6 separate regions of the Mus musculus genome follow, and regions 2, 3, 4, 5 and 6 are each linked to region 1. The links are chromatin contacts, called in public ChIA-PET, HiChIP or PLAC-seq and promoter capture Hi-C maps. All regions are on one chromosome and are shown on one strand. Each heading gives the region's core, a stretch centred on a gene start, on an enhancer-like site or on the middle of the called end of the contact. The rest is flanking DNA. Distances are from core to core; before and after follow the strand shown.

What was found. Promoter capture Hi-C pulls out the DNA fragments that hold promoters and counts their contacts. ChIA-PET counts read pairs in DNA pulled down with a chosen protein or histone mark. HiChIP or PLAC-seq counts read pairs in DNA pulled down with a chosen protein or histone mark.
Region 2: a contact with region 1 is called in an RNA polymerase II ChIA-PET map of effector CD8 T cells, with 9 read pairs. The contact joins the promoter of Sult2b1 here to the promoter of Cd37 in region 1. A contact is called at or near these places in 2 of 39 promoter capture datasets (both in liver) and 2 of 115 datasets of contacts at active chromatin or transcription factors (bone marrow-derived macrophages and effector CD8 T cells).
Region 3: an H3K4me3 HiChIP or PLAC-seq map of bone marrow-derived macrophages shows a contact between it and region 1, with 4 times the contacts expected there. The contact joins the promoter of Dbp here to the promoter of Cd37 in region 1. A contact is called at or near these places in 8 of 39 promoter capture datasets (the C10 cell line, cranial neural crest, embryonic stem cells and 2 more), 4 of 115 datasets of contacts at active chromatin or transcription factors (bone marrow-derived macrophages, embryonic stem cells, memory CD8 T cells and 1 more) and 1 of 9 other capture datasets (liver).
Region 4: a promoter capture Hi-C map of liver shows a contact between it and region 1. The contact joins the promoter of Ntn5 here to the promoter of Cd37 in region 1. A contact is called at or near these places in 5 of 39 promoter capture datasets (the C10 cell line, embryonic stem cells, liver and 1 more), 2 of 115 datasets of contacts at active chromatin or transcription factors (bone marrow-derived macrophages and embryonic stem cells) and 1 of 9 other capture datasets (liver).
Region 5: a contact with region 1 is called in a promoter capture Hi-C map of liver. The contact joins the promoter of Mamstr here to the promoter of Cd37 in region 1. A contact is called at or near these places in 7 of 39 promoter capture datasets (the C10 cell line, cranial neural crest, embryonic stem cells and 4 more), 1 of 484 Hi-C or Micro-C datasets (embryonic stem cells), 3 of 115 datasets of contacts at active chromatin or transcription factors (all in embryonic stem cells) and 2 of 9 other capture datasets (adipose tissue and pancreatic islet).
Region 6: an H3K27ac HiChIP or PLAC-seq map of large pre-B cells shows a contact between it and region 1, with 2.4 times the contacts expected there. The contact joins the promoter of Hsd17b14 here to the promoter of Cd37 in region 1. A contact is called at or near these places in 6 of 39 promoter capture datasets (cranial neural crest, frontonasal cranial neural crest, hematopoietic stem and progenitor cells and 2 more), 3 of 115 datasets of contacts at active chromatin or transcription factors (embryonic stem cells, large pre-B cells and memory CD8 T cells) and 2 of 9 other capture datasets (adipose tissue and liver).

The regions. Positions count from the first base shown.
Region 1 is chr7:45,237,010-45,240,321 of GRCm38.p6, reverse strand. It overlaps Cd37 (CD37 antigen), which reads left to right and starts at 1,483. Exons shown (of 8, transcript NM_007645.4): 1 at 1,483-1,662; 2 at 1,750-1,822; 3 at 3,038-3,162; 4 at 3,246-3,312. The coding sequence starts at 1,594.
Region 2 is chr7:45,740,755-45,744,066 of GRCm38.p6, reverse strand. Sult2b1 (sulfotransferase family, cytosolic, 2B, member 1) reads left to right here and starts at 1,589. Exons shown (of 6, transcript NM_001360784.1): 1 at 1,589-2,013. The coding sequence starts at 1,707. Gm31597 (a long non-coding RNA gene) reads right to left here and starts at 2,105. Exons shown (of 3, transcript XR_391433.4): 1 at 1,936-2,105.
Region 3 is chr7:45,703,443-45,706,754 of GRCm38.p6, reverse strand. It overlaps Dbp (D site albumin promoter binding protein), which reads right to left and starts at 1,508. Exons shown (of 4, transcript NM_016974.3): 1 at 993-1,508; 2 at 1-149. The coding sequence starts at 1,131. Car11 (carbonic anhydrase 11) reads right to left here. Exons shown (of 9, transcript NM_009800.4): 7 at 3,142-3,296; 8 at 2,877-3,042; 9 at 2,084-2,266. The coding sequence ends at 2,241.
Region 4 is chr7:45,682,183-45,685,494 of GRCm38.p6, reverse strand. It overlaps Ntn5 (netrin 5), which reads right to left and starts at 1,473. Exons shown (of 7, transcript NM_001358870.1): 1 at 997-1,473. The coding sequence starts at 1,030. It overlaps Sec1 (secretory blood group 1), which reads left to right. Exons shown (of 4, transcript NM_001271578.1): 2 at 140-229; 3 at 1,204-1,315. The coding sequence starts at 1,219.
Region 5 is chr7:45,638,181-45,641,492 of GRCm38.p6, reverse strand. Mamstr (MEF2 activating motif and SAP domain containing transcriptional regulator) reads right to left here and starts at 1,516. Exons shown (of 10, transcript NM_172418.2): 1 at 1,463-1,516; 2 at 654-791. The coding sequence starts at 711. It overlaps Rasip1 (Ras interacting protein 1), which reads right to left. Exons shown (of 12, transcript NM_028544.1): 12 at 2,401-2,808. The coding sequence ends at 2,609. A030001D20Rik (RIKEN cDNA A030001D20 gene) reads left to right here and starts at 2,735. Exons shown (of 2, transcript NR_152217.1): 1 at 2,735-2,810.
Region 6 is chr7:45,553,366-45,556,677 of GRCm38.p6, reverse strand. It overlaps Hsd17b14 (hydroxysteroid (17-beta) dehydrogenase 14), which reads right to left and starts at 1,750. Exons shown (of 9, transcript NM_025330.3): 1 at 1,612-1,750; 2 at 585-623; 3 at 283-365. The coding sequence starts at 1,699. It overlaps Plekha4 (pleckstrin homology domain containing, family A (phosphoinositide binding specific) member 4), which reads right to left. Exons shown (of 20, transcript NM_001381849.1): 19 at 2,997-3,109; 20 at 2,449-2,913. The coding sequence ends at 2,651.

The DNA of each region.
Region 1 (3,312 bases), core at 234-2,733:
ATTATTGGGACAATGAAGCACAAAGAAAGGGGAATCTCCCCCTAGGAATCTCATGCTGGGAAAGGGAAAAGATGCCAACCAATGGTTAGCGTGTCCCTGAATAGGATTTCACACGGCTCTAAGAGCTTGGGCGACCACAGGTTGAGGTTGAAGCCCAGACGATGGTGGGTCAGTGGTGGGTAGGACCGCATGGTGGACTGCATAGACATGCATAACATTAGCCTTCTATTTACACCTCAGTCTCAGTGAGGGACCCCAAAAATGAATTGAAGGGGATCACCAGATCGCTTTGTGCCCTTCTAAATGTGACCACACTGTGTGTAAACCTTTTTCTGTTTCCTCTAGAAATTTGGTTCTTTTACTTGGCTTATTGGAGATGGCAGAACCTGCCTTGGAGCACAGCCTGTGGCAGGAGAGGCCCAGTCCCGAAAATTTATCTATCTTCTGCCCTCTATAAGCACCATGTGGCGCAGACATACACACACACACACATCGTTAAAATTTTTTTAAAAAAAGATGAACAGCTTCCAATGTTGTCCTCTGGCCTCCAAAGGCGCGCGCGCGCACACACACACACACACACACACACACACACACACACACACTAACACATACAAATACACATACAGAAAGAAAATAGATGAGACATGTCTCAGAAGGCAGCTGCTGTCCCAGAGAACTAGGCTTTGGGTAGATAGGTGATAGGAACTTCCCACATTAGAAATCTGTGAGGAACTGGGGACTTGACAAGTGTCAGGGACTTCTTTCTGGGCACATCATAGGAAACTTTGAAGATGCTAGGTATGCTCAAGTGACCCCCACTCCAGTGCCTGGCTTTTCTGGGGCCTCCTCCCCTCAGGTTTCTCCGCAGAGGTAGGAAGTGCCATCTGAGGTTCACTTCCTCCACCGGATATTCAGGCACTGCCTCGCTGCCCTCCTCACTCCTGGGACTGTCACACCTCCTCTGCAGCCCTTTCACTTCCCCAGGGGTCCAACCCTGGCCCCCAAGCACATCGGAGCACCTGCTCTAGAAGAAAGAGAGCAAAGAGAGAGACCCAGGGAAAGAGACACACAGGACAGAGACCGCAAAGGCCCAGAGAGACAGAGACAGAGAGGCAGAGACAGCGCGGTGGCTCGAGGCTAATGGGTGCTAAGCAGAAGATCACAGGGTGCAGGGGGCGGAGCCAGTAGCCAGTGAGGTCAGAGTGTCTGTGAGGTTGAACTCTGCAGAAACAACCTTGAAGTCCCAGGACCCACGTGAGTGGAAGTCCATCAGAAGCCCCTGTGCGCCCTGCCTGAGCTATGGACACCTGCGAGGAACCCATTGTGTCCCTGGCACCCACATATTCCAAGGACCCTCAGGTACTGCTGTGCACTCGATGGAACCCTGAAGAAGATAGGGCCCCCGCTGACAGTCACTAAATGAACAGGGCGGGGTGGAGCTCCACCCCCCCGGAACTTCCTCTTTCTCTGCCGGTTTCCTTTGTGCCTCTCAGTCTCTGTCTTTCTTTGCCCACTATTCCCCTTCCCCCCTGCGGCCAACACCTCTTCTGTCTGGGTTTCTCGAGTGGGTCATTCCCCATCTAGGCGAAGATGTCCGCCCAAGAGAGTTGCCTCAGCCTCATCAAGTACTTCCTCTTCGTTTTCAACCTCTTCTTCTTTGTGAGTCTACTCATGGCTACCCAGCCGGGGTTCCAGGGCCACAGTGGCCCTTGATCCGCCCTAGCCTCATTTCTTCTCTTCCCCTAGGTACTAGGCGGCCTGATTTTCTGCTTCGGCACCTGGATCCTCATTGACAAGACCAGCTTCGTGTCCTTTGTGGGTGAGGGGGGCTGCGCAGTAGGGGAGGGTCTTTGGACTTGAACCCAGAATCCCACCCCAAGGCATCTCCTGATATCTCACTCGCCCTGGGGAGGCCCTCAATAGCTACTATCTTCCCAGGTAGGGCTCCAGCTCTGACTGGCACCCCACTGGCACTGCCAGTAAGCTGGATGTGTGCTGGTAAGTAGGAAGTGTAAAGCAGATGTAGCCGGTCATGCCTGTCATCCCAGCACGCAGGAGGTGGGAGATCAGGAGTTCCAGGCCATCCTAGACTACACAGTGGGTTGGAGCCCAGGCTGGATAATGAGGTCCTGCCTCCAAAACAACCACAGCACCATGAGGTCGCGGTTAGGAACAGTAATAACAGAAATAATAGCTATTTCTCAAATACTTCCTGTGTCTCATTTTGGACTGGAACTCAGAGACTCTCCCTTGTTGAGGTTCAGAGAAGGGAAGTCTTTTGCTGGGTGTCACACAGCCAGGAAGGGGAAGAGCAAAAATAAAGTAATAATAACAAGGAAACCATTTAAGGAGGGGACACCAAAACCATAGCAACTCAGACTCACCACATTGACCGCTGAATTGAACAGCGTTTTCATTCGAACCTCGCTCAGAACAATTCTAGGATATATGTGGTGGCCCACACCTGACATTCCAGCATGGGGAGGTGTAGGTGGGAAGATCACAAGGTTCCAGGTTACCCCTGGCTACTGAGTCCGAGGCCAGCCTGAGTTACCTGAGACTCTGTCTCAAGAAAAAAGAAAAAAGGAAAGGAAAGGAAAGGAAAGGAAAGGAAAGGAAAGGAAAGTCCAGGAAATCGATCCTTTATTTCTTTGCCCTCAAAAAGTTTAAGAAATGGATTCAGCTGGGCATGGTGGCACATGTCTTTAGTCCCAACACTTGGGAGGCAGAGGTGGGCAGATCTCTGTGAGTTCAAGGCCACCTAGAGTACAGAGTTCCAGGAAGGCCAGGGCTGTTACACAGAGAAATCTTCTCTGAGAGAGAGAGAGAAAGAGAGAGAGAGAGAGAGAGAGAGAGAGAGAGAGAGAGAGAGAGAGAGAGGAGAAAGCACCTCAGCGTGGGGCAGAAGCAGAGGCCCACCCAGGCAGATTCAGAGGAAGGGACACGGGGATCCAAGAGTCACGGCCTTCCTGGGTGGCCGAGTGGAGCTGCTGTCCTCTCCTCCACCCACTCTCACTGCTTGTCACCACCTCAGGTTTGTCCTTCGTGCCACTGCAGACTTGGTCCAAGGTCCTGGCTGTCTCAGGTGTCCTCACCATGGCCCTGGCTCTCCTGGGCTGTGTGGGGGCTCTAAAGGAGCTGCGCTGTCTCCTGGGCCTGGTGAGTGGCATTCCCCACCCCCCGTTTCGGGCCAGCCCCTGGGAGACCCGAGGGGCTGAACTCCCCCTCCACTCTGTCCTCAGTATTTTGGAATGCTGCTGCTCCTGTTTGCCACACAGATTACCCTGGGCATCCTCATTTCCACTCAGC
Region 2 (3,312 bases), core at 340-2,839, 500 kb before region 1:
CCATGCCCATCCCTCACTGGGGAGTTCTAGGCAGAGGCTCTACCACTGAGCCACGTCGCCTGCCCCTCATTGGGTGTACAGGCTGGTTTTGTGTCAACTTGACACAGGCTGGAGTTATCACAGAAAAAGGAGCTTCAGTTGAGGAAATGCCTCCATGAGATCATGAGATCCAACGGTAAGACATTTTCTCAATTAGTGATCAAGGGGGGGGGGGCTGTGGGTGGTGCCATCTCTGGGCTGGTAGTCTTGGATTCTATAAGAAAGCAAGCTAAGCAAGCCAGGGGAAGCAAGCCAGTAAGTAATATCCCTCCATGGCCTCTGCATCAGCTCCTGCTCCCTGACCTGCTTGAGTTCCAGTCCTGACTTCCTTTAGTGATGAACAGCAATGTAGAAGTGTAAGCTGGAATGGGGATTCTAGGTAGGGGCTCTACCACTACAAACTTTCTTCTTTCTTTCTTTCTTTCTTCTTTTTTTTTTTTTTCGTTTTTCAAGACAGGGTTTCTCAGCCGGGCGTGGTGGCGCACGCCTTTAATCCCAGCACTCGGGAAGCAGAGGCAAGCAGATTTCTGAGTTCGAGGCCAGCCTGGTCTACAGAGTGAGTTCCAGGACAGCCAGGGCTACACAGAGAAACCCTGTCTTTTTTTTTTTTTTTTTCCGAGATAGGGTTTCTCTGTGTAGCCCTGGCTGTCCTGGAACTCACTCTGTAGACCAGGCTGGCCTTAAACTCAGCGATCTCCCTGACTCTGCCTGGGACTTAAAGTGTGCGCCACCACACCCCAGTGTCTTTTCCTTTTTGAGTCCAAATCTCCCTGTACTTTTGGAGTTGGCCTTTAGTTCTCTGTCCTCCTGTCTCAGCCTTTGGGAATGACCAGCGTGATGTGATCCACTGGTCTCACTCACAGAGGTCCCACCAGTCAGAGGAACGAAGCAGATGCGGCATCCAGAAGCCAGGCTGTTCTTAGGAACTTTTAGTGGGTGCGTTTCTTCAAAACAAAGCAATATGCTGTGGTTTCCTTTTCCCTCAAAACATGAAACCAAGGGTTGTAGCGTGGTGGTCGAGTGATAGCCTAATGTGTCAGCATCAAGGCTCAAGCTCCATCAGTACAAAAAAATCAGTAGATAAAATATGTGTCCCACATGAGCCTGGTGGCCCAAATCTGTCATCCTAGCTACTTAGGAGGCTGACACACAAGAATCAAAAGTTCAAGACCAGCCAGAACAGCTTAGTGAGACTCTGTCTCCAACAAATTAATAGAGGGCTGTGGGCGGGGCTCACAGTGCGGGGGGGGGGGGGATGGGGCGGGGCTCCGTAGTGGACCACTTCTTGCACCATTCTGAAAGGTCTAGGTTCAGTCTTCTCTTTGGAAACTCGGTTTCGTGGCTGCGTAAATGCGTCATGGCTTTGGGACAAACAGCTAGATCGTTTTAGCTTCTCGGTGAGTCATCGTGGGTTCTCACATGGGCTCTGCAGCGTGCAGCGTTGGCGGGGGCACCTGCCACCTTTGGCTTGGGTTCCTCGTTCGGAAAATGGCCTGATGACGTGGTGTCGCCCTCCAGGGTTGGGATGTGGAATAGACATAAGGAGAACACTTAGCTCCACTTTGCAGACATGAAGTACCCTTCCTCCTACCAGAAGCGTAGCTTTGGGCGAGTCACTCCCACCCTCCACGCTCAGCTTTCTACACCCATAGTGTGGGGGCGACAGTATGACATCACGGGACTGCTGTGGTGGAGTTGAAGTGGATCTACTCCTCAGGTGGACACACGGGGCTCAGAGAAAGGACACTCCTCACTGGCGTGTGAATGGAGGGCCCTGCGACTCTTGCCCACCTCCTTGGTCTTCTTTACACGTGCCCTTCCCCTCTTTCAGCTGGAATTTTGGAGGTGAATACTTCAGATACAAAGGTATCCCTTTTCCTGTCGGCATGTACTCACCGGAGAGCCTCAGTCTGGCTGAGAACACTAGCAACGTGCGGGACGACGACATCTTCATTGTCACCTACCCCAAATCAGGTACCGGTAGTGCTAGTCTGGGCTGGGGAGGAAGGGAGGAGAGAAGGGAGGAGGAAGGGGAGGAGCCTGCTTTGCAGAACCCGGCAGCTTGTCCTCTGCTAACAGTACCTTCCTTTGCACTGCGCACTAAGTCCCTGCTCCAGGGAGACTCTGAAGGCCTAGCTAATGTCCCCTCCCCTCTAGGGCTGCCACAGTGTCCCCAATCCTTCCCTGTCTCCCAAGCCTTCACAGCACTGAGTGCCACCAGCCGCGCATGGTTTGCTGGGTAATTTGTTCATTTTTGTTGAGAAAGGTTTTCATGTAGCCCAGGCTGGCCTTGAACCTCAGCTGGTCCTGCTGTCTCAGTGTCTCGGGTTCTGGAATGGCAGGTGTGTGCTGCTGGGCACAGTGTCACTGGGTAAACCTCTGCTTATCCACTGGAAGGTTAATCTGGCTCTCTCTGAGCGCTCTGTCTGCCCTGGCTGTTGCTTGTTCTCGGAACCGCGCGTGTCTGTGGAGGAGGTTCCTCATTTCGTGTGAATTCGCATGCAGACTACTCCACAGTCTTCACAGAGAAGGAAAGCCACTGCGCATTCTGCTTCTCTCTTTGTCGCTGTAATAGACCACCTGACCAAAAGCAACCGAAGGAAGACAGGCCCTGTGTGGCTTACACTTCCAGGCCCCAGCCTTATCACAGAGAAGCAACGCAATCAGGAACAGAAGCAGAAATCACACAGGATCCTGCTGTGACTGCCTGGCTCCTTAGAGCTTGCTCAGCTAACTCTATAAACCCCAGGCCCCTGCCCAGGAGGGGCACTGCCCTGAGTGGGCTAGGACCTTCTCTATCAATTAGCTATCAAGAGTGTGCCCCCGGGCAGCATATGTCTTTAATCTCAGCACTAAGAGGGCAGGGGCAGGTGAGTTCGAGGCCAGCCAGGGCTACATGGGGAGACAAATAGTAAATAAACAAAAAACATATTTAAACAAATAAACAATGATAAAAGAAGACAATCTATCACAAACATGTCCTCAGACCAATGGAGTCAACCCCCCAGCTCAGCTGAGATCTGGGTAATTCTGGGCTGTGCTGGCAGCTGAGGCGAACTAGGAGGGCTGGCTACATGGTGCACATCTGTAATCCCAGCATGTTGGAGGGGAAAGTAAGAGGGTCGGAGTTAAAGGTCATCCTCAGGTACAGACTGGGTTCGAGGCCAGCCTGGTCTACAGAGTGAGTTCCAGGACAGCCAGGGCTACACAGAGAAACCCTGTCTCAGAAAACCAAAATCAAGAAAAAATAAAATAACAAACAAACCAACCCAA
Region 3 (3,312 bases), core at 259-2,758, 470 kb before region 1:
GCCAGCCACAGGCCCTGAGCGCCCCCGAGGGGACCCACCGCCACTAACGGCCCCACTCGGGGCATCGGCTGGGCCCGCCGTTTCCAGGCCGGGTCCCGGGACGGGGGCTGAGGGCAGAGTTGCCTTGCGCTCCTTTTCCTTCAGGAGACCTGTAGGCCAGGGAGAGACCGGATGGGGTGGAGGGACACAGGAGGGACCCCAAGTTAGAGATATGGCGGAGATACAGAGAAGTGAGGAGACGGGAGCCGTAGGGCAAAGACCCAGGGAGGTGGGTACAGGCAGGGAGAGAACCCAGAAAAAGAAGAGAGGGATAAAGACGGGGCTTGGGGAGACCCAGAGAGAAAAGAGAACAAGGCCCCAGCAATAGAGGGTCAGGGAGACGGGGACCCGGAGAGGGGGAAAAGGCAAAAGTATACAGAAGGATAGGGTTAGGGGCCCGGGAGGGGATTAAGAAACACAAGCACAAGCGACCCAGAGAACGAGGATGGAAGTTTAGAAAGAAGGGTTTAGTGACAGGGTGGGTGAAAGGTTGGGCAGGTGAGAAAGAAAAAGTGACAGCTCAGTAATTCTCCCACCCCCAGCACCCTCATCCCCTCCCCCACAGTCTGTTGGGGCTGGAAGGGGCTCCACTGCTCAGGCACATTCCTCATCCCTAGTTTCCATGTGACCCTGCGAGGCCCCGCCCAAGCCCGTGTCTGCACCGTGTGAGCATCCGACACACCCCCTCCCTTCCCCTAGGACTCCAGGGGTCCAGACTCTGAGGCCAAAGGAAAGAAAGAGGGGTCTGGCACCTAAACTCTGTCCTCAAGTAGGAACACTCCAGGGACTTGACCCTTAGGCCCTCCAGGCGTCAGATTTGGTCCTGGAGGCTGATGGACTGGAAGACCTAAGTGACCTAATGAAGACTAGCAAAGATGGGACACCTAGCTGATAGGTGCCGTGGACCACCACCCCAACAGTTGAGTCCCTAACACAGTGGGACTAGAACTCACAGCTGGCCGGTTCTTTGGGCTTGCTGTTTCCCTGCAGAAGGCTCCTCAGCCCAAGCAGCGCTCCCCCGCCAGGGGGGGCCCCAGCCGGGCCACCCAGCAGCAGGGGGCCCGGGGTCCTGTCGCTCAGAGGCCGCGCCATTGCCGTGGACCTGCTCCCAGGTTCATGAGCTCATGGAGAGTCGAAGAGATGAGATGATATGTCAGTCACCCGCACACTCCAGTGGTTCGGGCGAATGTGTCCCAGAGTCGGGAGAGCGCGGCGTGCAAGCCTCCAGGATCAGGACGCTTCAAATCCTAAGAGCGCTGCGGGGGTTCAACCAGTCAGTTCTGCAGAAAGGTGCAACTCAAAGACTGTCCCGGGAGGCTCCTATAGTCTGGGCGAGTGGGTGACCAAATCAAGCAGCTGTCTCTTTGCAACTGTGGGTCCCCAAGGGACACAGGCGCGCGCTCCTTCTGTACCAAGTGGGCGAGTCTCTGGCTCTAGCCAATTTTGCACTTCTCGCAAAGAAAGGAGCTTTGCAATCTGCACCCAGAGGTGTGCACCCAGGGGCGGAGGAGGGGGCAGGAGGAGGTGGCAGCCTTGAGGCGTGGCCAAAGCAAACTTCTTTCGCGGAAAAAAAAAAATCTAAACCAAAACACCGGACGCCAGAGCGCGCGCCCCTCCTCCGGGCCCCCTCCCTCCACTTGGGCCATGCACCCCAGCCGCGTGCCTTCCTCCGGCTTCTGGCAAGAACCAATCACGTCTCGAGCCCTTGAGACGCTCAGCCAATGAGATGAAGGGATATGCCAAGACCCTGGAGGCGCGTGAGGGGCTGAACTTGTGTAGTTGCCTCGCCTTTTGGAAGAAGGCGGGACACTGACCTATATTTGGCCAATGGGAGGAGGCGCTGGAGGCGGGACCGTGACCCACTTCGGGCCAATGAGGCAGGAAGAAGGGGGAAGCACATGGCTTTGCGCGTGCTATCGGATGCGGGTGTGGGGCAAGAGGGGTACCTCTTAAAGGAGCCGAGTGTTCACAGACTCATTGAGGAAAAAAAGCAGAACATCAATTAGAGCAGATTAAGGCAGAAAGAAGTGGGCTTCGGGAAGGATTTTTTTTTTTTAATATCTAGATGTTCCTCAATCGCGACTGATAAACCACCGAGAAACCGGAAACATTCAGTCCTTTTAATAGCTTTGTTTTGGGGTGAATCCCCTCCCCTGGTGAGGAAACTCAGAACAGGCGGGCGTAATCCTCGTTGGGGAGTCTCAGCGACCGTGAGGACCACCGTCCACTGCAAAGGGAAGCACCGGCTTGAGGGGTGTGGGAGCTGAGCACATAGGACTCTACTAGTCAGGCTGCTAAGGGGGAATGGAATATACCAAGTTGGGGGAATGATCAGCTCCTGGACCAGACCATGTAGGGAGGGAAGAAGGCCACATGGGACGTGCAGAATAGGCTGGTTTGCATAAAGGTACATGGAGAGGATATGGTCTTCTGGGCTGTACCATGTTGAGAAACCAGACAAGAAACTAACCGATTTCCCGGGGCCGAGCCACAGTGGCAGTAAGAAAGACAGAGGGATTGTACCACGCTGATTCTCAGAAAGGGAATAGCAGAAAGACTACAGCTCTAAGTAGGGTCATACCATTTGTAAACAGGTGACCTGGACCGTACCATCTTGGCAAGTAACAGTAGGCAGAGGGCATGGACCAGTATGTAATTGTACCACAAGGAAAACAGGGTGTCAGGCCTTAGACTAAGCTGCAAAGAGGGGTGGGCTGCAGCAGGCTGTTCCATATGGAGAGGTGAGAAAGGACAAGGGATGTATCACACTGAGACAACCACTGGGAATAAGTGCAGACTATCAGGACGTGGAGAAGGAGGGGACACACTAAGCATACCATGCAGGCGGTAGTTGGGGCCTCGGCAGCGCCTCTCGGGATGCCGGGGGTCCCTGTTGCCCCTCAAGGCTCTGTGGGCCAGGGGCTGCAAGGGCCGGCCATTACCACTGAGGCTCTGGAAGATCTGGGAGGGGGGATTCTGGCTCAGGAGTCTCAGGGAGTGCATCTGCCTCAAGAGAAACCACGGGTGAGTGGACCGGGGTGGTGCTCAGGACAGGAGTAGCATGCACACACGGGGGTGGGGGGGGGTGGGGGTGTCAGTCACCTGGAGGGAGGTAATATTGAGAGCCCTGTCGATGAGGATCCAGGTGACAGTCTCAGAGCACGGAGGAGTGCTGAGAGATCCCTGATAGGTGATGAAGCCGAAGGATTCTGGGAACAGGAGCTCCAGGCTCAGGTCTTGAAGAAAGTAGGCATCATCTGCGCAGACATCAAG
Region 4 (3,312 bases), core at 224-2,723, 450 kb before region 1:
GTCAGAGTGGAAGCCTTTCCCACATGGGGTTCTAACCTTGTTCTCCACACCCAGGGCACGGAAGGCGGATTATTGCCAAAAAACCCTGGCCTCTCTGCCACCCACTCCAGCCCTCCACCCTTAACCCTTTCCCCTCCAGGTGTGTAGCCAGAGAAGAGTGCTGAGGGAAGGTGGTGCTGAAGGAGCTGGAAACCAACAAAGCCTTGGAGTTAGAGAGCAGACCCCTCAGGTACTGGGAAGGCAGAGCCTGGCCTTCCTTTAGGGCTCAGGGTGTTGGGGCCCTGCACTTACTTTTCTGGGACTTGCTGGGAGGTGGCCCCACTTGCTACCCCAAATCTCAGACCTGGACCCAAATCCCTCCACACTCCACAAGCACTCAGCCCCCGAGCAGATGGGGGCCAGTGCTGGGGGTAGATGATATGGGAGGAAAAAAAGCAGGAGGTGGCATAAGGTGTGTGCCCGATGCCAAGGCACTTAGAAACCAGAAATCCAGAGCCTAAGGAGTGCTAGGAGCCAGAGGACTAAGGCTTTCAGCTTCCCCCACATAGGACTGGGGATCTTGGGACTTTCCTGAGCCCCCTGCATGTACCCTTACCTCCAGACATCAGAGCCCTGTGCTCCACTGACATTTCCCAGGCAGGGTGCCTCCCTTGCCCAGTCCATAGACTCCCTGCCCCCGGGAGTCTGAGCCATTATGCACCCATAGCCTCCCCCACCCCAGCCCCTCATGTAAACACGTTTCTTGCTAGGTAATTTCAAGGTCCCACCTTCCGGCTCTCAACACCGTGAAGTACCAGGCTGTGAGTTCTCTGTGTTCTTGGGGTTAGGCAGAAACTAGCCCTTGCCCGTTTGGGCCTACAGCATTCCTACCTCTCAGTGGCAGGCCCATCCAAATTCCCTGGGCCAGTGGGATCCATAAGGGACTCTGCCTGCCTGCCCCTCTTCAGCATGCACCTCCTACCTGGCTATTAGGGCCCAGCCATTGGTCAAACCTGCCTGGAGAAGAAAAGAGTGTCCTGTAGTCGGTCATCCCCACACTCTTCTGTAGGAGAAGCACTTGGAGGGCTCTCGGGAGGAGTGAGAGTGGCTGTTCTCAGGCCCAGGCTAGTGGGGGTTCTGGGCGGGAGCTGAAAGCAGAGCCCGCAGAATCCAACACTACCGCCCACCCAAACCCTAGCCAACAGCAGCCACGCTTTCCCACAGGGACCCTTGCCAGCCATGCCACCCGAGACTGCGTGGGACAGGAGCACTGTCGCCCCCAGCAGGCTTGAAGCTTGGTGGCCCCAAACAAGCCGGCCTAGAAGGATCCAAGCAGGTAGGGGTATGACTACAGCTTGGGGTTCTGGGATTGGGGTCCTGGCCTGTTCCCACTTGCCCCAGCACCTCTGGAGTTTAGCTTGCCAGCCCCTGCTTTTGGCCGACCCCAAGCCAGCCAGCCCCTCCCCATCCTGCATCCTCCTGCCCCAAGTGCGTTAACTCGGTGTTAAGGTCAGTTGCTTTCAAGCTCTAAAATTCCCAGCCTCAGATCAGCTGTAGGGGAAACCAGAGGCCAGTGCTACCTGCAAGGAGGGCAGCGGAGAAGACTTTCAGCCTGGCTGAACTTGGGGAGGAAAAGAAGGTAGCAAAAGCCAAAGGCAGCTCCCCCCTCCCCCCAGCCACTGGTGGATAAAGGCCCCAGGGCTTTTAGCCTGAAACACTTCCACAACTTGTTGTGTCTGAACATTTGAGTGTTGTGGTTTCTCTCTGAGCAAGATGAGAATATGTGTGGTTTGTTCCTGAGCACCCACCCCATTCATAGCTACTGTCTTGCCAGTGTGCAGAACTGGCCCAGGACAAGACTCAGGGACCTGGTGCCCTGGGAGTAAGAGATCCCTCTGTACTGCCGGGTGACCCTTGAGGCTGGGATCTTAGAGGAGCAGGGACAAGGACAAATGAGAGCTACAAGACCCACAGATGCAGGAGGACTAAGCTTTAAGAGAAGGCTCAGGCCAACGGATCCCACATCTGAGACCCATGTCCCCAGCAAGGGCTGTGTGAGCCATAGGGTGACACGTGGGACTTGTGGGTCCAGCAAGTCCTCCCCGGTTTGCCCCAGCCTTGGCACTGTCAGGCCACCTTCTAGACAGAAAGACGGGAAGCTGGTCTGTTCTGTAGACAATTGCGAATGGCTCGCTGTGGAGCAGGACAGATGGCTGTCAGACATCCAGAGAAGGTCTGGGTCTGCTGCAGGATCCTGCCTGCCTAGCGTGGTAAGTCCCTACGCTGTCTCCAGAGGGAGTTCTCCTCCTCACTTTGCTCTGGGTGCCTGAGCTGGCTGGGGGACCCCCAGAAAGCATCAGCTGTGGGGAAGCCAAGCCCACCCAGGAAGTGGCTGGTCCTTAATTCAGAGGTGCTATGGAGCTCCCCAAGTATCGAGACCCTAACCCTCACAGGGTCAAGCCTCGGGAGAGCTCAGGCCTGTTTGCTCTCCACAGTAGAGGGTCTCTGTCTGCAGCCTCAGGCAAAGGAGGTGGGTAGCACAGCCTCTCCACTGAGTCTTCCAGGCCTTGCTGTGGAACAGCCTCCAGAGGGCGCTCTCGGCATAGCCGGATGAAGGCTGGGCGTCACCTCAAGATGGCAGCAACAGAGCACTTCCCAAAGCTGCTGCCTTTACCAGGAAGTGTTCCGAGATCCACTCCCTCTCCCAAAGCCATCTTGAGCCCTTTCTCTTCTCTGCCCAGGTTCTCTGGCCCAGCTCTGCTCCCTGGTGCTCTGGCTGGGCTGGGCGATCCACTTCGAGTTGGCTAGAGAGCCAGGAGAAAGAAAATGACTGCAATGAGAAAAGAAGGAGCTGGGGTGGGGGAGGATGGGTTTGCTTTGCGGGCAAGTGAGGCAGTGTAGTGCTGGCGAGCATTGTATTTCTGTGAGACTTGGTGTGTGTGCTGTGCTGTGTCCTGTGGTCAGAGCTGCCTGACCTTTCTGGGAACCCAAGTTAAACTCCAAGAATGTTCTGACTTCCAGAAATGGTTAATAATAAAGTAAGGCCCTGGGATACAGGAGCTGAGGGGGCCTGCCTAATACTGAGGCTTGGACAGAGAATAAGCAGGAGAGAGCAGATATCAGTATGGTGCAGCAGACACCTGAAGACTTTGTGGGGCCCTGAGAGAGCTGGAGTCTGGATACATAAAGAGAGGAAGCGGTTGTTTGCCTTATCCTTAGGGTGGTGCGTTAGTCTTTTTTCTGCTGCTGTGATAAACATCAGGACCAAAAGCAACCTAGGGAGGAAAGGGTTTGTTTCAGTCTGAAGTTTACAGTCCATCATAAATGGAAGTC
Region 5 (3,312 bases), core at 267-2,766, 400 kb before region 1:
ACTTCAGGAGTCTGTGACCACCCTGGCACAGTCGCCATCTTGCCAACCTGACTCATCAACCTCTCACTTCCTTTTATCCACGCACCCCTTTGCCCCTCGAATTCCCCACAGCCAGCACCCTGCAAACTAAACCCTGGAGCTCAAATCTCTCTGGACTCTAGTTTGCACTACAACTTTACATGACTTCCCACCCCAACTTACTCTTGCTGGCATGCACCCACAGGAATGTCACTCACATGTTCAAGACTTGACCCTCAGTTTGGGGGCAAAGAGTTTCCAGTGCACATTTCTGCTCCTCTCTGAGTGTTCAGAACTCTTTGCATTGGCAACAAATCCTGGCTAATGACATTTTCAAGGCTTGATAGCTCTTGGTCCCCCTGCCACACACACATGCACTTCAGGTCTCAGTTTGCTCCTCTGCTTTGCCTACAGGTCAGTTTAAGTCCTTTGCAACATATGCACTCTTGGGTGTCACCACCTATGGCTTAGCAAGCCATGTGCACATTCATCTACTACTCCACTCCATAGCACAAGTGACATTGTATGTGAACACCACTGGTCGATTCACGCATGCCAGAGAATCATGTTACTGGGACCCTGGGCCCTGGCTCCGGGACCCCTCCCCACATGCATAGAGACAAGCAACCTCTCACCAGAGCGGAACTTGGAACGGATGATTTGGGAGCGCTGGGAGGAGGCTGCCAGGGTCATTGCCAAGGCTGAGGTGGAGACCTGGACAGAGGAAGCCAGAGCCACCAGAGCGCGGCAGGGTCAAAGTGGATGACGGGAGGCTGCCATTGGGGGAATTTTGGAGACAGTGTGAAAGGTTAGAGACAAAAGTACTGGGCCAGATCAGCTCTTTTGGGGGATGACTGGTCTCTGGGCCCTTGGGTCTGAGAAAGGAGGGCTGGTCCTGAACCTCCGGGTGTGAGAGACACGGGCTGGGGCCTGGAGCCCTAGGACTGAAGAAAGGTTGCGGCCTGGAGTTCTGGCTGGAGGGAGAAGTACTTGGGCATGGACTGCTGTGTCTGTAGAAGGCTTTGGGCCTGGAGTTCTGAGTCGGAAGCAAAAGGGCTGGGTCTAAATCCCTGGATCTTGGCGGTACAGGAAGGACCTGCGTCATGGGCTCCTGCATCTAAGAGGGAGAGCATTGGAATCTGGAGTTCTGGGCCTTTGAAAGTGCAGGAAGCAGTCGTCTGGAGTCTGAACCCTGAAGGAGGAGGAGATTAAGGACGAGAACTGCATGCTGTTAGGGACTAGAATCGAAGATTCTAGGACAGACGGGAATCAAAGAATATGACAAGTGTCTGGGAAACATAGGGGTCCCTGAAACAGAATGGGTTGAGTGTCATGCACGGGGCTCTGTGGGAAAGATATTGGGACCAGAAGGGGGAACCAGAACGGAGAATGAAGGGTAAAATGAAAAAAAAAAATCCCCATATCTACCCCAGGGGCTTCTCACCAGGTAGGCTCCTCTCAGCTACTCAGCTGTGCCTTGAAGCGGGTGGAGTCTCCCGGATTAGGCTGGAGACCTTAGGCTCCACCCCACAAGCCTTGGGCCGCCCTCGACTCCCCTTTCTAGGGCGAGTGGGAGTCAAGAGAGCGAGCCTTGGATCAGAAGCCCTGCAAGGACCCAGAAAAGGGGCGGGACACACACGCCGTGAGGACCGGCCTGGCTCACTTCGAGGGTTCCCTTACTATCTCCTCCCCCGAGTCCCGAGCTGTGGGTTGGGTGGAGCGGTCACTGGCGACAGACAGGAGCAGGTGCAGAGAGAGGGACCCGGGTGAGCAACAGCGGCAGGTGGTCGTGTTCAGACCCTGCCGGCAGGTGCCACCTGTTGGTTCTTTTTTTCCTGACACAGCAGTAGGAGTCAAGTTCAGAGGAGGGGAAAGTTCAAACATGAGGCCCAGACTCCTAGTTCTAAAAAGGAAGGGGGCAGAAGTCAGGACTCTGGGTCTGAGGGTGGTGGACGGAGTCTTAGGCCTCTGGTATGGGAGAGGAGAGCTGAGGTTTGCATTCTTGGATCTGATGGAATAGGACTAGTACCCGAGAGGTGCTGGGTGTTGGAAGTCAGCGGTGTGCACAGTAGGCAGACAGCATCGGAAGGACTGGGGGGAGAAAGCTAAAGTTTGGACTTTGTAGGTAAGAGGGAGATGGTGATGACCTGTTCTCACTGGTAGTACATGGGGTCTGATATTCAGAAGAACATGGTCCAGGCTGTGTTCCGAGTTGTGTGACAGTGCTCAGTACTACAGGGTCACATTTCGTGCTAGAGGGCAAGCTGAGGCCATGGCTAGAAATATCTCCCCAAACTCGGCAGACGCCCAACGTTCCAAGCACAGTCCCTGGCACCTTAAAAAAAAATCTTTGCTAAGGCCCCCAAATCTTGACAAGTGAGGTCAATACCACAGATATTTTTATTACTTCTTGGCATTCACATCCCAAGCCCATCTTCCCACTGTCCCATCGTCTACCAACCCAACAACTCAAACTCTCAGCCGTCTACGCAGGGAAAACTACAACTCCCAAAATGCTCTACGCCCAGGCGGGCTCCCTTTTAAGAAGCGATGCAGTTTCAAGCTGCGCGCGTTCCTTTCTCATTGGTTTTCAAGGTGTCGAAGCCACCGGGGGTCCATGGCGATGATTGGCTGGCAGCTCCTGCTGTTCAAGATCCCAGAGGAGGCGACGGAGCCTGCGCAGTTCTCTATGCAATGCGTCATCTGTCACAGGGCCGGTGAGGCGCAGGCGTGAGCTGCCCAGGGGCAGGATGAGCGGAGGGTGCGAGGAAAAACTTTCAAAGATATCCCCTGTGAGTACGAGGAAAACCGAATTAAAAACTCAGCATGAGTGTGAGGTGGTCTATCTCCTTAAGTAAGAAACGATGAGACTGGGTTCCCTGTGTTTCAAAGGATGACGGGAATTTTAGCTAAAACGTGTGTGTGGGGAGGGGGGAGGAGGTGACACATAATCCCGGCACTCTGGAGGCAGAGGCAGGTGGATCTCTTTGAGTTCGAGGCCAGCCTGATCTACAGAGTTACAAGACAGCCAGGGCTACAGAGAGAAATCCTATCTTGAAAAGCCAAGAAAACTAGGGAAAAAAGGCCCATTACCAGGAAAATAGGGTCCCAGGTACCCTGGAACCTTGAGGATGGGCTGGGGAACCTTGGGAGATTTCTGAGGATTGAGAAACCTATCCCTCTGTTAGTTGGGTTAGGGCAAGAGATGTGGAGAGACGAGGCTAAGAGATTAAGTCTAAGTAAAAAAAACAATGAAATGTTTGAACTCTTCTTAACTTACTGAAGGGGACCGCA
Region 6 (3,312 bases), core at 501-3,000, 320 kb before region 1:
GTGTGTGTATAAGGCAGAGCCTCAGAAGGAGGGTCTACAGACCCTGAGGGTGGTGGGGAGCTGAGATACACAGACAGAGAGACAGAGGCCCAGACTGGGGCTAAACCTGGAGGCACATAACAGATTCTGAGTGCAGGGAAGTCAGAAATTTGATACAGGAAGCAAGTGTTTTGTTCATTCCTAAAGATGGGAGGGAGAGCAGGGCAGAGGGACTGAGCTGTCCTGGGCATGGGTAGCTGGAAAGAGGGACTGGAGACCAGGTGTGGGACAGAAAACACTCACCTGCAAATCTCTTTCCTGTGTCACGTCACCGGGGATAAAAACAGTGCCCGAGAGTTCCTGCTCCAGAGCCCGGCCCCCAGCCTCTGCAGGAGAAAGATTTTGGGTCTGAGGAAGGAGAGCTGAGGCTTGGACACCAGAGTCTGAGGGTAGAGGGCTAGGGAAGAGCCCTGGATGGGAGGGAAGAAAGCCAGGACTTGAATTCCTGGGTCCGAGGAAGCAGAGCTGGGTTCAAGGGAGGAGAGCTAGGCGCGGATCCCTTTCGATGGAGGAGGCAAGGGAGAATCGAACACTGAATCACTCACCATCCTTGTCACAGAAAACCACTTGAGCCCCACTGTCCACTGCCAAAAGAAGAGAACAAGGTTACAAGCCCTGCAGACTTTCCTCACCATCTCTGGTGCCCTCTGCTGGCCACCACCCAGAGCACCTGCCACTCCAGCGGCTCTTGTGACTGGCTTCAGTCCTCTTACAAGAGCAGAATCTTGCAACAAATAACCTTTTTCATTAAGCTGCTGTTGGCCCCCATCCTGGATTCTAGAAAAATCCCAAACCGATAGGCAATAATACTCTCAAAGCTATCATTTGCAGCTAGGAACCGATCCAGGGAAGATTTTTTTTTTTATTTTTATATTTTTGAGACAGAGTTGCTCTGTATGGTCCTGGCTGTTCTGAGCTCACTCTGTAGATCAGGCTGGCCTAAAATTCAAGAGATTCGCCTGCCTCTGCCTCCCAAGTGCTGGGATTAAAGGTATATGCCACCACTGCCAGGCCAGTGGAAGAACTTTTTTTTTTTTTTAAGATTTATTTATTTATTATATGTAAGTACACTGTAGCTGTCTTCAGACACTCCAGAAATGCCAGATCTCATTACAGATGGTTGTGAGCCATCATGTGGTTGCCGGGAATTGAACTCAGGACCTTCAGAAGAGCAGTCAGTGCTCTTAACCGCTGAGCCATCTCTCCAGCCCAAGGAAGAGTTTTTAATGACCAACCTATCAGCAAAGACCCAACAATCCAAATGGACTGAGGGACTGGAGAGATGGCTCAGCAGTTAAGAGCACTGGCTGCTATTCCAAAGGACCCAGGTTCATTTCCCAGTGCCCATATGGCAGCTCACAACTGTTTGTAACTCCAGTTCCAAGGGATCTAATACTCTCAGCCAGATTCAACAACAATGCAGAGGAAAATAAAAATAAACAAATCATTTAAGAACAAATAAATCATTACAGAAATGAACCTGAGTCTCCTCCTCCCACTCTGGGAACCTCTGTCAGTCATCCTTTCTCTCCTACAACAATTCAGACAGCAGGCGGGAAGACCCTTACTCACCGAAGGCTCTCACGATCGCAGCCCCGATGCCCCGGCTGCCTCCAGTCACCACCACCACCTTCCCAGAATATCGGGTTACTGCAGCCATCCCCAGCTGTATCCCACGCCCTCTGGACCTCTTCCCACCTCCACAGTCCAGAGAAGCAGTGGGGTGGAACCAGATATACAGGCTGGGTCACTGAAGGCTGACCTTGGGAGGGGGTGTTTCTAGGAAGGCACACCTGGGAGAACTGAGGACTCTCCTTCCTAGCCCTTCTTTTTCAGTCCCAGGGTACCCAAACTGACAGTCCTCCTTCAGACTCAGGGACCCTCACCCCAGCTCTGCCTCCTCAGACTGACTTCAGCCTTGCTCCCTTTGACTTGTTTTTTTTGTTTTGTTTTGGTTTGGTTTGGTTTGGTTTTTCGAGACAGGGTTTCTCTGTATAGCCCTGGCTGTCTTGGAACTCACTTTGTAGACCAGGCTGGCCTGGAACTCAGAAATCCGCCTGCCTTTGCCTCCCAAGGGCTGGGATTAAAGGCGTGCGCCACTACACCCGGCTTTTTTTCTTTTTTTTTTTTTTTTCCTTTGACTTGTAAGACCAGGGCTACTTCTTCTGGCTTGATTCAGGCTCCAGCCTCCTCCCTCAGACCCATATTGTTTGTTTGTTTGTTTGTTTTTCGAGACAGGGTTTCTCTGTATAGCCCTGGCTGTCCTGGAACTCACTCTGTAGATCAGGCTAGCCTCAAACTCAGAAATCCACCTGTCTCTGCCTCCCAAGTGCTGGGATAAAAGGCGTGTGCCACCACTGCAGATTGGGCCCTTACCCTTGTTTGTCAGAACACAATGTCACAACCACAGAGAGAATAAAAGCTATTTATTGACTAATAGTTCAAAGTTTTCATCCAATTTTGGACAGTGTTGGGAAAATCAATCTTTGACCATAGCGGCCCTGGCCCTCCTAGAATACATGCTGGAATGAACCTCTCCCCTGTGGTCCTGAATGGTCCCACACCTCAAAGTTGTGCTTCCAGCTTGTAGGGCTCAGTATAAAGATGGGAGTCAAAAGCTGGACTGCAGCAGAGTGACTCTGAAGGGCCATGCCCCCTCTTCCTGGGTCAGAGCTGGAGGGGCCTTCCCAGGGTCCCACCTGGCCTCCCATGGGGCCAGGCCTCTCCGGCTGCCTTGGCATGAGAACCCTGTGGTAGCAGAAGTAGCCTTGTGAGGAGCTGGGGACGAGGTGACCTGGGGCAGTTCTTCACTGGGAGGCTGTGGGCTTGGCTGGAGACAGTCTCCCCTGGTATCCAAATTTCTGCCTGGAGAGGCTAAAGGGATAAGGAGCAGTGTTAACTTAATCACGTGACATCCACACTTCCAGGCTTCCTCCCTCAGAGCCTGGGCGCCTCACCTGCCATCAGCCTGTGCCACTGGGAAGCCTCTGTAGCTAGAGCCTGGGAGAGGCTGAGCACTCGCTCCCGGTGGCCTCCAGGTACTGGTGAGCAGGTTGCAGAGTGCCTGGGACTACAGAAAATAAGCCACGGGTGTCACACAGGCCACTGGGGCTCGCTGGGAGTTCTTCCTAGCGGGTATCTATCTAGAGGACTTTAAGCTCAGGCTCTCTGCATTTATTACCAGTAGACCAGCAGTGAGGTCACCATTACAGTAGGAACCGCTGGGTCTGATACAGGCCACAGGAGCTCTGCTATTACTGACCAGGCATGAGG